Linked DNA regions of Triticum aestivum: region 1 is linked to region 2. A link is a contact called in public Hi-C data. All regions are on one chromosome and are shown on one strand. Each heading gives the region's core, a stretch centred on a gene start, on an enhancer-like site or on the middle of the called end of the contact. The rest is flanking DNA. Distances are from core to core; before and after follow the strand shown.

Region 1 (5,813 bases), core at 2,565-5,064, 380 kb before region 2:
TAAAGATTTACTACACACATTATTCTCTTACAATGAGCACTTGCTACATAGGCCCCGATTGTTTAGACTTTTGGTTCTTTAAGCCATAGAAACTCCAAAAGCATCTGTTTAGGAGTTTTGATGGCTTTTTGACCAAAGTAAAAAAACTACAAGAACAGAAGCAAAAGCTCAAACAATCAGGGCCATAATCAGTTTCACTTTTCTCTTCTCTTCTCTCTCAGGCTCAAAACATATGTCGGCTTTTGGTGCTTGCATGCAAGCGGAGCGAGTGACTCCTGCTTCTCGCATGGGCCTCTCGTCCTATGGGTCAACCTAGGGGCAGGGGCGGAGCCAGCTATATGGCGAGGTTTGGCAGGTGCCATACCTAAAATTTGGCAAAAATACTACGTATATATACTATACTTGTCTGAAGATTTGAGTTGAGTTCAGTTCCGTTAGTTGGGAGGAGGAGAACACTCTCAGAGGCGCGTCGAATTGCCCATGGCCCAATTATCCTCCCAGCAGCCCACCTAGCTGCATGTTAGCCCAGCTCCAGTCCTTTTCCAAAAAAAAGCCCAGCTCCAGCCTCTAGTAGTCCAGTTACGCTACAAATCGAGCCCGCTGATGGAAATCACGGAGAGACACAACCGCAATTACGGAATCTAGCTCTCGGTTACGGGGATTCCGGCGGCGACCATGCTCGGCGAACGCGGCGGCGGCGGGTGGCACTACAGGGAATTAGGTGGCGAGTGACACAGCCGCGGCGCAGACCCAAAAGCGACGAGCTTAATGCCTCTATGTGCCAACAACGGCGAGGCCGGAGCAATGACGTCAGGTCAGGATCCTGGCCGTATTGGTTCCAAAATTTCGTACTTCTTGTGTCCATTTTTTCAGTCCATACACTAGTAAACATCAATTCTTTTTTATAAATTCGATTAGTTGTTTTTTTAGGGGAATTCGATTAGTTGTTCTGTGATCTATCATCAGTGAATTTGTTTTTTTGATCTATGAAGTAAGTTGTGATAAAAAAGTAATCTACTATGTACTCCCTCCGTCCCATAATGTAAGACGTTTTTTCACACTGGGACGGAGGGAGTAGTAACTAGAGAGACTAATAAGCAATTTTAGAAAAAAAATGGAAGAAAGCTTCAAAGAGCACTAATTCAACACCAACAAACATTTATGTTTTACAGTGAACGATTTGTGAACCTTTATGTTTTCGATTTTCATTCTAGACTTTGAATACCCATTAAATGTGGCACTCCGCACAGCTACTCTCCAAACTCGCGAGCCTGCATAGCTTCGTGTGATTCTTTCCTGGTTCCGACCTGCCGTCCCTAGCCGGCTAAGTGCCAAAAGATCGAGTAAGGCATCGATCAGAGATCAACCGTGTGAGGTTGGAAGTGCCGGGCCGGGCATGGCAGTGGCCACGGGCGGGCGAGGCAGAGCACGAGCGGCACATAGTTATATTGTACATTGGTTTTTACCTCGTGAAATCCGCCACACCTATAAATTATTCCTGCCTTCGCCACTGCCTAGGGGCGATGGTTTTGCACCCACGTTGCCTCCAAAGTTAATACTCCCTCTGTTTCATTTTACAAGTCTTGTGCGTATACCTAGATTACTAATTTTATCATTCTAATATAAACTATATATATAACATAAAAATTATACCATTTAAAAATAGAACATCTGAAGTTTATATTGTATATTTTTTGTAATATATGACTTGTATTAGGTTGGTCAACTTGACAACCTAGGGGTACGCGTACGCTCTGTAAACTGAGAGAGAGAGGGAGTATTCATGTATGGCTATAACCTACTCCTCCATTCTCTACTAAATGGAAATATAATAATTTTAAGACAGATTATGGAGTGAAGTGGAAAATACATTTTAAAGGTGCAAGCCATCATCTCTCTTCTCTTCAACTGCATGTAGAAAATGAGGAGATCATGTGTGATAAGAGAAGCATTTCTTCTACTTTAAAGTGCATTGGAAAGATAAAAATATTTTTTTGGACAAATTTAGAAAGATAAACGTTCACTTATTTGAAGACAGAAGGAGTATGAAGAAGGAATGCAAGTGGAACAAAGTTGCTACCGTAAGTTCTGCGGCCAAAGAGAATTATGCTTGATGTTTGGTAAGGATAATAAATGGGAAATGATAGTGGTCAGCCCGTTGATAATAGCAGGGCCTCAACCTCCTCAAACCCACGACATGTGTCCTCGCCGGCCCACCAAACTACCTGTCCACTTTGAACCTTAGAGCATCACCAACAAGTCCCCTAAAACTGACTTTAGGTGGTGTCCATATAATTTAGGGAGGTTTATAGGTGAACTGCTTTTACATGTTCCGTAAAATCTGTCCCTAAATTCATTTTTTCCTTTTTTGCTCTCCGCCTCTCAAACAGTAGTGCAGCAAACTCTAGCGATGGCGGAGGCGGGTGGGCATCGGCGGCAAATGGCAAACACCAATGGTTGGTGTAACACCCCTGGTGTCATGCTACAGTAATCCTCTGTGATTAAAGCTGATCGTTTACCTAAACAGTGCTTGATCACCTTCGATTCAAATATCGTTTGAAATTTCAAATTTGAAATGAAATTCAATTTGCAAGTGAGATATGAAGTTGCACCAAAGTTACCGCAAAATAGTTCATCATTTAGCCAAAATTCCATAACATTTAATTGTTAAGGAAAACAACATCACCTAAGCGCTAAGATGGACTGTAGCAATTATTACAATGCAATTTCAGCATTTTAAAATGCTATGTTATTTGTGAAAAATGAAAATGAATTCCTCTAACCTTCAAACTTTTGTGGCACTGCCTAAAAATGTAAACTATTTAATAGGCTAAGTCCCACATTTTTCTTAGCTCTTTTGATTACCCTAAATAGTCATTTTTCTATCTCTGTTTTAAATAAAAGAGGAAACAAAAAAAAGACCACCCCATTGGGCCAACCGACCCAGCTGACCACTAGGTCACCAGGCCGGCCCGCACCGTCGCCTAGCCGACCCACCCCGCTCCCACCTTATCCCCCCCGACTGAAACTCTAACCGCTACCCCCCCCCCCCCCCCACTCACCTCGATCCCCCATGTCTCTCGCTCCATCTCCCCCTCCCCCTGATCTAGATCGGGGGCAGCGAACACCGGCGACCGCGCCGCCGGCGCCCACCTCTGTGCGGCCCCACCGCCGTACTCCTCGCCTCCTCCCCCTCCTTATTTGGACGCCTCGCTGTGGCGCCCCGACGACACCACCCCCCGACAATGCCGCTGCGTGGAGCCCCGACGCCGCCGGACCGCGTCCTCGTCCCCTCCCCGACGGAACTTCCCCGCGTCTTGCCGACGAACCCCTACACCGGGGGTACGACCCCATCTTCCTCTACCCCTTCCCCTACGCTGTCCACGCTGACGCTGCCCCGTACTGCTGCTCGACGCGCTCCCGGCCTCATCCACTCGCATCCATGCTCCGGTGCCGCCCCGCACTGCCCCGCCGCGGCCCTGCCACCTCGCTCGCCCATGCCCAGTGCCACGCCGCTGTGCAGCACCTCCTGCAGCTGCCGCGCTCGCCGGCGGCGGCCCCTTGGCCCGCTGCCGAGCATCGCCTCTCGCCCCATGCACGCCCGCGTGCCCCCTCATCGCCCCGCTCATCGCTTTGACCGCGCCGTGGCCGGCTATCACGCCGCGTGCACGCTCACCACTGGCTACGACCGTTGCCCCGCGCCGGCGGCCGTCCTCACCGGCCCCGCCCACGGCCCCTGCCCGCCGGTCGGCGCCGGGTGCCCCTGCTGCGACCCCTACTGTGCCCCTAGGCGTGCGCCCAGGCAGGCTGGCGCCCGCATCCGCGCCCTTTAGGCCACCTGCCCCATTAGGCCCATTGGGCCTCTGACAATAAGGCCCCACACACCCCTTTTTCGAAACAAAAAGAATTAAGAAAATAATTAAAACTAAAATTAAGTAATTAACTTAATTAATCATGTTAATTAACCTAATTAACTTATTAACTAATTAAACTGTTAATTAGTGTTAGTCAATGACAACCGGACCCACGTGCCAGTTTGACCAGTCAAACGGACTGTTGAGTGATGACATTATGCTGATGTCATGCTGACACAGTAATTTCTTTTACTTTTTAAATTAATTCTGTTAATTTCGGAAATGATTTAAAACTTTGAAAATTCATAGAAATTAATCCGTAACTCCGATGAAAAAGATTTCTACATGAAATTTGCTCAGTACGATGAGACAAATCCGAATATGCAGCACGTTCGTGTGCCACACATCCCTAGCATAGTAAACATGCAACCTTCCCCCTCTGGTTCGTTTGTCCGAAAATGCCTAACTCCGGGGAAACAATCCCGGATGTTCTCCCCCTTCGCCGGTATCGTGTAGTACCGCATTAGATCGCGTCTAGCTCTGCATGTTGTTCTGTTATGCCCCTATTTGCTCTGTATTTACTATTTCTTCCCCCTCTTCTCTCCGATAGACCCCGAGACCGATGTTGATGCCCTTGTGTTCGACTACGTCGACGAGGACACTTCTTCCTTTTCAACAGAGCTTCCAGGCAAGCAAACCCCCCTTGAGCATTCCGATATCGCCCATTTCTTTCCCTCTCATGCTTTCATTAGAACTGCTACTGCTTTCTGTATGATCCTACTCTGATGCATAGCCTGTTTTTGTTACCTGCTTTAATACCTTACCTGCTTATTCTAAACTGCTTAGTATAGGTTGTTATAAATCCATCAGTGACCCCCACCTTGTCCTAGTTGCCCTGCTTTATGTTCAATGACTCGATCAACGTGATCGACGTCCAGGCCCCGACACCGCACATCACCCCCCTAGTTGAACGACTCTGCAGAGTTACTATCGAGTGCCGAGGTGACACCTCATACATCACTCCTGATGAAATCTCTGTAGTGTAGCTATTTGGTCATGGTCATCGAGGGTGATTTCCTCCTTAACCACTTCCGATACGACTCTGTCGTGCAACCCCCTCAAGTGTGAACCTCGAGGGTGGTTCCTCTTATGTTCACCTTGATGATTACATCGAGTGGAATCCATCGAGGGTGGTTCCTTAGGGTTTCCCTTGGTGTTAGACACACATTTACTATGGTTACTATGACTTTACAACTATTACTTGGAAAGGCGGGTCGACCCTGAGGGGTTCCCGCGAGTGATGTGGAGACGGGTTGACCTGGAGGGTACCCGAGAGTTGAACACGAGGCGTGGCCAGGCATTCTTAGCCCTTATCGCAAGTACCTGAGACGGGGCGATGGGGTGACATATTTCGCGAGTCTCTGCTCGTGACCGCACTACCAACGCACTAACTGTTTGGATATTTGATCCGAGTAGGCCTATGGCCTTTTCGCACTGACCACCATGCGGGAATAAGTATGGGCACTCTGCATCGTATGTATCAGTCGAAAGCTCAATGATGTCAGCAATGGAGCGGCGCGTGCTGGGTTGGACTGCATAAGCACCTGCCTTTTTAAGGAGGTTGCCAGGTCTGCTCACCGGCCGCCCTCGCAACATGCAGGATTGCAAAGGGTGATTGGCCCATGACCCCTTCGCATTTAGGATGTAGACCAGCGTGCTGGCCTCTCTATTGAGCCTAGGTAGGACTATGGTGTGTTGATTGGCCGAGGCCGGTCATGACCTGATGGTGTGTCCGGCCGGAGTTAATCGAGCATGGTGGGTAAGTTGGTGCACCCCTGGAGGGAAGAGAACATCTATCGATAGCCTGTCCTACGGTAATGGACGCTCGGAGTTGTATCCCGGTCGATACAACTAGAACTTGATGCTGAGGCATTTAATGGAAATGATGGCCCCAGGATT
Region 2 (5,861 bases), core at 995-3,494:
AGGCAGGGGCGTAGAGCTCCCATAGGTGGGCGCTGGTCGTGGTCGCCGGCGATGGAGGCGGAGCAGAGGAGGCGGTCGAGGCCGGCGCTGGTCGGCGCTGCGGCGGCGTCCTGCTGGTGGCCGGCGACGTGGACATGGGGCGGCGGAGCCGCAAGTGAAGAAGCAAAGGCACAAGGAGGACCATGGCGACACGGGCGACGAAGCAGCAGCGGCGTTGGCGCCGAGCCATGCAGCGGGGAGGCGAGGAGGTGAAGAGGGATCGAGAGGGAGAGGCTGCGGGAGGAAGATGGGATAGAGGGAGATGGTGGTTCGGGCGCTGCGGGAGAGAGAGGGTGAGATCAAGAGGGAGTGGCTGCGCAAGGAAGGAGAGCAGGGTGCGGGCTAGGTTAGAGGGTTAGGTGGGCCGGGGGAGTGGGCCTTGGAGCCGTCTAGGTTTAGGTGCAGCTGGGCCTAAATGGCCTGCTGGGCTCCCTTCTCTCCCTCTCTTGATTTCTAAAAACAGAAAAAAAAAACAAAGAAGGAAAAAGGAGAAGAAAGGAGGTATTGGGGAAGAAGTAGGACACGCGTATAAATTTCCGGACCCACAAAACTGAGCTGGAACCAAGAAGATAGAAGTTGGCGTGAATGCAAGATTTAAATTCGAACTCATTTGAATATCATTCAAATGGGTTTGAATTGGGGCTAGGTTTTAGAAGTGCTCAAAAAATGTTGAGATTAAAGAAAAGAGCCTCGATAAATAGGAAAAGAATTTGGCAAAGTTAGAGAGTCCAAACTTGAGGCAGGAAAGGAAGGGATTTAATATGCCCGTGTGTTGCGGTAAATTCCAAACTAATGGAATATTTTATATAGCTCCCTAAATATTGGGAGGGTATGTTTTAAAGAGAAAACACCATGTGAGTTCTTTCGATTTAAATAGATCAACGATCTATGCAATTTATTTAGTTGAGATGCAAAAGTTTTATGACATGATGCAATGCACATGATACAAAGATGAATGCAACAAACCGACAACTCACACGATGAAAACCCGAAAACTCTGAAAGGCATCTGAAGCTCCGGCCTTAGGGCGTCACACGGGTGAGGGTAGCCTGTGTGGCCATGTGGAAAGTGAGTCACTATCGCGAGCAACTGCATAAAACGAAGCCGATCGACCAACTCGGAACATTTTTTACAAGGAGTGCAAGACTAGCTCCTCTTCTTGGGGTTTGCGTGCGAAGCAGATGTTTTTATTTATTTGAGGGAATGTGCGAAGTAGATTTTTTTTTGAGGGAGCGTGCGAAGCAAATCATGAGATATGGGTCGTGCCACCTTATGGTTGATTGTCTTGTGCTAAAGTGGTTCCAATTCTTATGACTGCATGACGTGGTTGTGCTATCACTTAAATTTGGGATCCCAATCGACGACCGTTCTAGGGGATGATGGCAAGCGCGACCCCAGGATGACAATTTTTGTGGCTGGGGATGGCTTTTTCAAAACTGTCATGGCATTTTGTTTAAATTGTGGGATGTTCTAGGCAGAAACTACCACTCTGACAGCTCTGGGGCTTTTGCCAGGATTTGATACGGCGAACATCCATCAGATAACATTACGGTAAATTTGTTATTAAGAACTACTTCCTCCATTCGTTTTTATAAAACGGTTTAGACAGCTAGTTTTAAACTGTTTAGAGCTGAGCGGGCTTAAATGCCTTATACTCCGTATAAGTGAAGCAGAGGTAGTAGTAGTGGAGTACTCCCTCCGTTCCAAAATATAGCGCGTCCTTGGTTTCCGTGCTTCAACTTTGACCATTAATTTAATCAACAAGACCGACTGCGGCGGACGAAAAAATTATACCAATGAATTCGTATTCAAAAAAAGTTTTTAATTATATAATTTTTGATCCCGCCGCAGTCGGTCTCGTGGGTTAAATTTATGGTCAAAGTTGAACCTCGAAAAGCGTTGGGCGCGCTATATTTTGGAACGGAGGGAGTATGAGTTGCTGTCACTTTGGAGTACGGGTTTGATGTGGCTTGAGAGCCTCCCCAATATATGACCAGTCTCGTGGTTGACGTTTAGCGTGACATATAAAAGGGTTGCCATTGCCAGTTTGCCACTTCGGCTTGTGCTTGTGAACCCTGTGGCGTCAGTCTGCTCCAGACAATAAATAAAAGTGAAAGGGCATTATGGTCCAAGGGCATCGCCGTAAATACCTCTGCAAGCTTGGCTTGCCATCAGAATAAATGCAAGCCAGCCTCGCCCGAACTCCTCGAGCCACCCAAACTCTCGAGAAAAAACAGACGCCAAGAGCGGAAAGAAACGACCTCCTTCCTTCCTTCCCCAGCCATCTCCTCCTCTCCTGCCTGCGCGTGCGCATTTTCACACTAAACCCCCAATCCAACCTGCCGCGGCTCGTCGCAGATCGGCAGAGCAGTCCACCGCCTCCGCGGAGGTGTGTTCTCGCCCCGAATCCCGGTTTCTTCATCTCCCTCCTCCTTCTTCCTTACTGATTCTGCACGCCCAATCCGTAAGCTTTGTTCCCTTTGCTTCTTTGGATCGTCGGTTTTGGCGCGGAGGGTGATGGGTTTGGGGGAGGTTTGGGTTGGACCCAGGGCAGGGAGATGGGAAGGATTTTTAGTCCCTTCAGGATTCATGGGGGGAGAGAGAGAGACGATAATCAGTGGCGGAGCTATGTTGGGGCCAGGGGGGGCTGCTGCCCCCCCAGCCTTGGCTCAATTTCTGAAGAAATTTTTTTAGGGAGACTTTCGTCTAGCTCCGCCACTGACGATAATCTCTCCCGTTATTTCCTGAATTAGGTGCTTGTTCCGCTGGTGGTACTGCTCGGTAGCCGTGGATAGAGCATTTAAACAGTAAGTAATATTTTGGATTTCGAATATCCAATACTGTACTAAGTTTAGTTCCTGTGATGGAGACCCTGAAATTTTATCCGGGGATATTCAGGTCAGATCAGCCTTGCTCCCCCTACATCCACTTGGGGATCTTTTTACCTGCCCCGATTAATAGTATGGTAGATAATTGATACCTTAGAGTCACGTCTAAGTCGGTTGATTGCTAAGGAACGCATTTGCACTCAATAATAGGGGTGAATTCTGATTTGTGGTGTTGGAGATAAGAATAGTGTATCGTCAGTCCTTTGTACCCATGTGCTCTCCATGATCTAGGTCACAGATGACGTGATCATATTGTGCAGAACAAGAGCAAGATGGGTTTCCGCTTTTGGTGATCTAGTGGATGACTTGCACTTGCGATCATTGAACTGGGCTAGCCAACATATTGATCAATTTGTTTCCCAAATTGCTTCGGGATCATTAGATGTGTGAATTTTTACCATGTTTGCGTGTTAACCAAATAGCACAAAGTTGTGTTGGGATTAACGGAGTTTAAAGTTTTATAAAATGTGTTGAATTATTGGGTGCATCCATTTCCCCCATATTTGCATGGTAACCAAAATTCTACGAAGATGCGTTTGGATCAGTGATTTCTAGTTTTTTAAAGCACGATTGCTTATGGATGTTACTAACCACTAAGAGATGTATAACTTCAATTATCAATTGTAACATAGAATCGCTCCTTTTACCCATTTGTCTTACATCCTCTTTGATGCTTTCAGGTGGTGATCATTCTTTTATCAGGAGGTGTACATCTGCTTGGCCTCTGGCAGTAGCTGCAGTTACCAACAGTCGAGAGTTCTCATGGCCAGGTCTCATGAGACGACGAGTAGGAAACCTCCTGGCCTCCGGTTATTCAAAGGTGCCAAGGCTCTAAGAAATTACCAGACGTTCGTCTTGGTCCTTACATTCTTGGCATACACTTGCTTCCATATGACTCGGAAGATAACAAGCATTGTCAAGAGTGAGCTTGATCCCCAGACCAAAGTGGGGTCTGCCTGGGGACGATTGCACACACGCAACAGTCTCAACATTGGTTGGTCTCCATTTAACACCGCTGATGGTTCCACTTTGCTTGGTGAGATAGATGTCGCATTCCTTGCGGTGTATTCTCTTGGGATGTTCTTCGCCGGGCATCTTGGTGACCGCATGGACTTGAGGATTGTTCTAACAATTGGCATGATTAGCACTGCCATATTCACTGCGCTCTTTGGTGCTGGATATTGGCTAAATATTCACAACTTCTACTACTTTCTGGTCTTTCAGATGATTGCTGGCTTATTTCAATCATCTGGATGGCCTTCAGTCGTTGCAGTTGTTGGTAACTGGTTTGGGAAGAGCAAGAGGGGATTGATTATGGGTATATGGAACGCACATACTTCTATTGGAAACATATCCGGTTCGCTGCTTGCTGCATCTCTGCTGAAATTTGGATGGGGGTGGTCATTTGCCATCCCCAGCATCATCATGGCTCTTGCTGGGTTGGTGGTGTTCTTTTTCTTGCCGGTTAGTCCTGATGTAATGGAGATAGATATTGATGATGGGGAGGTAAACTCAGACAAGGATACTGCGAAGGAGCCCCTTTTGGAACCAGGCCAAGAAGTGAAACATAAGGCAATAGGATTCCTGGAGGCATGGAGGATTCCTGGAGTTGCACCGTTTGCTCTCTGCCTCTTCTTCTCCAAGCTGGTTGCATACACCTTCCTGTACTGGCTACCTTTTTACATCAGCCATACACGTAAGTCTTCTTATTCATCTTTCAAATCTGTATAACATTGTTTCCTTTGGTGCTTCGGTAGCGACTCGGATGTCTGTATTTTTTTTTCTGTTATAACCTGAACCATGCTTTAAACTGTTCATTCCTGATAGACCTTTGCTTGTTTCAGCTATTGGCAACGAGTACCTCTCTGATGCGATGGCTGGCAGCTTGTCAACAGTCTTCGATGTTGGAGGTGTGTTGGGAGGAGTCCTTGCCGGTCATATCTCTGATCGCTTAAATGCACGAGCTATCACGGCCGCGAGCTTCATGTACTGTGCCATACCTGCCCTTTTCTTGTACAGAACATATGGAAGCATGTCGATGATGTCGAACATTTGCCTCATGTTCATCACTGGCATGTTTGTCAATGGTCCTTATGCCCTGATCACAACTGCAGTGTCAGCTGACCTTGGCACTCACAGCTCATTGAATGGTAATTCTCGGGCACTGGCCACTGTGACAGCAATCATCGATGGGACCGGGTCGGTTGGTGCCGCAATCGGGCCATTGCTCACAGGATACATCTCAACAGAGAGCTGGAGTGCCGTGTTCACGATGTTGATGGCAGCAGCACTTCTTGCTGGGCTCCTCTTGACACATCTTGTCTGTGCTGAGCTAAGAGGAAAGCTGTCTTCCAATGTGAGCAAGGTTGTCGCCAATGCACAAACTACCTGCTCAGATCAAGTATAAGATTGTAAGTATGGTCTGCTCGCGCTCACGATGTGGTATTATGCATTGGAAACAATTTTTGTAGTTCCATCACCTTCTTGGTCGACATCAGTACGAGTCTGAAATAAGCTGAAGGATGGGGTTTCCGAGTGACTTGCTCCGTACAAACTCCAGGAATGACTAGCAGAGGGTAGAAAAGTTATGTCCAGATTTTTTATTTAGACAAGATGGAGGTGAAAACAGCAAAAGTTTCTGAGCCCACATATAATTTCTTTTCTATAGTGCCTTGTAAATACGAATTGGGCAATAAGTTTGGGCCTGTGTTTGCTTGTATCACTGCATATTTAAGCTTGGACGCATGTGATTGCTGTTTAGTGTAGATATAAGGAAATCTCCCTCTACAAGATGAGATCTGATTCTATCTGCTGGCCATCTTGATCCCCTTTTGTACTTGTAAATACGTCGAGTTGATAAAATTTGGAATTGAGATCCCAGGGAAGTGTTGGTCCAAGAAAATAAATGGTGTACTGATTATTTGTTCATATGCT

Evidence for each region. A called contact is a pair of places that touch in the nucleus more often than the background predicts.
Region 1: a Hi-C map of leaf shows a contact between it and region 2, with 7 times the contacts expected there. The contact joins the enhancer-like site here to the promoter of LOC123147318 in region 2. A contact is called at or near these places in 2 of 5 Hi-C or Micro-C datasets (both in leaf).

What each region holds. Positions count from the first base shown.
Region 1 is chr7A:422,940,707-422,946,519 of IWGSC CS RefSeq v2.1, reverse strand. No RefSeq gene overlaps it. Among protein-coding and RNA genes, the nearest start is that of LOC123147318, 380 kb to the right of the region's middle. Within about 2 kb of position 3,814, at least 8 of the 8 cell types and tissues checked have an H3K27ac peak or open chromatin away from gene starts, as enhancers often do. A contact at or near this core is called in leaf, where this site is marked.
Region 2 is chr7A:422,561,793-422,567,653 of IWGSC CS RefSeq v2.1, reverse strand. LOC123147318 (putative glycerol-3-phosphate transporter 1) reads left to right here and starts at 2,244. Exons shown (of 5, transcript XR_006473166.1): 1 at 2,244-2,428; 2 at 3,608-4,623; 3 at 4,772-5,338.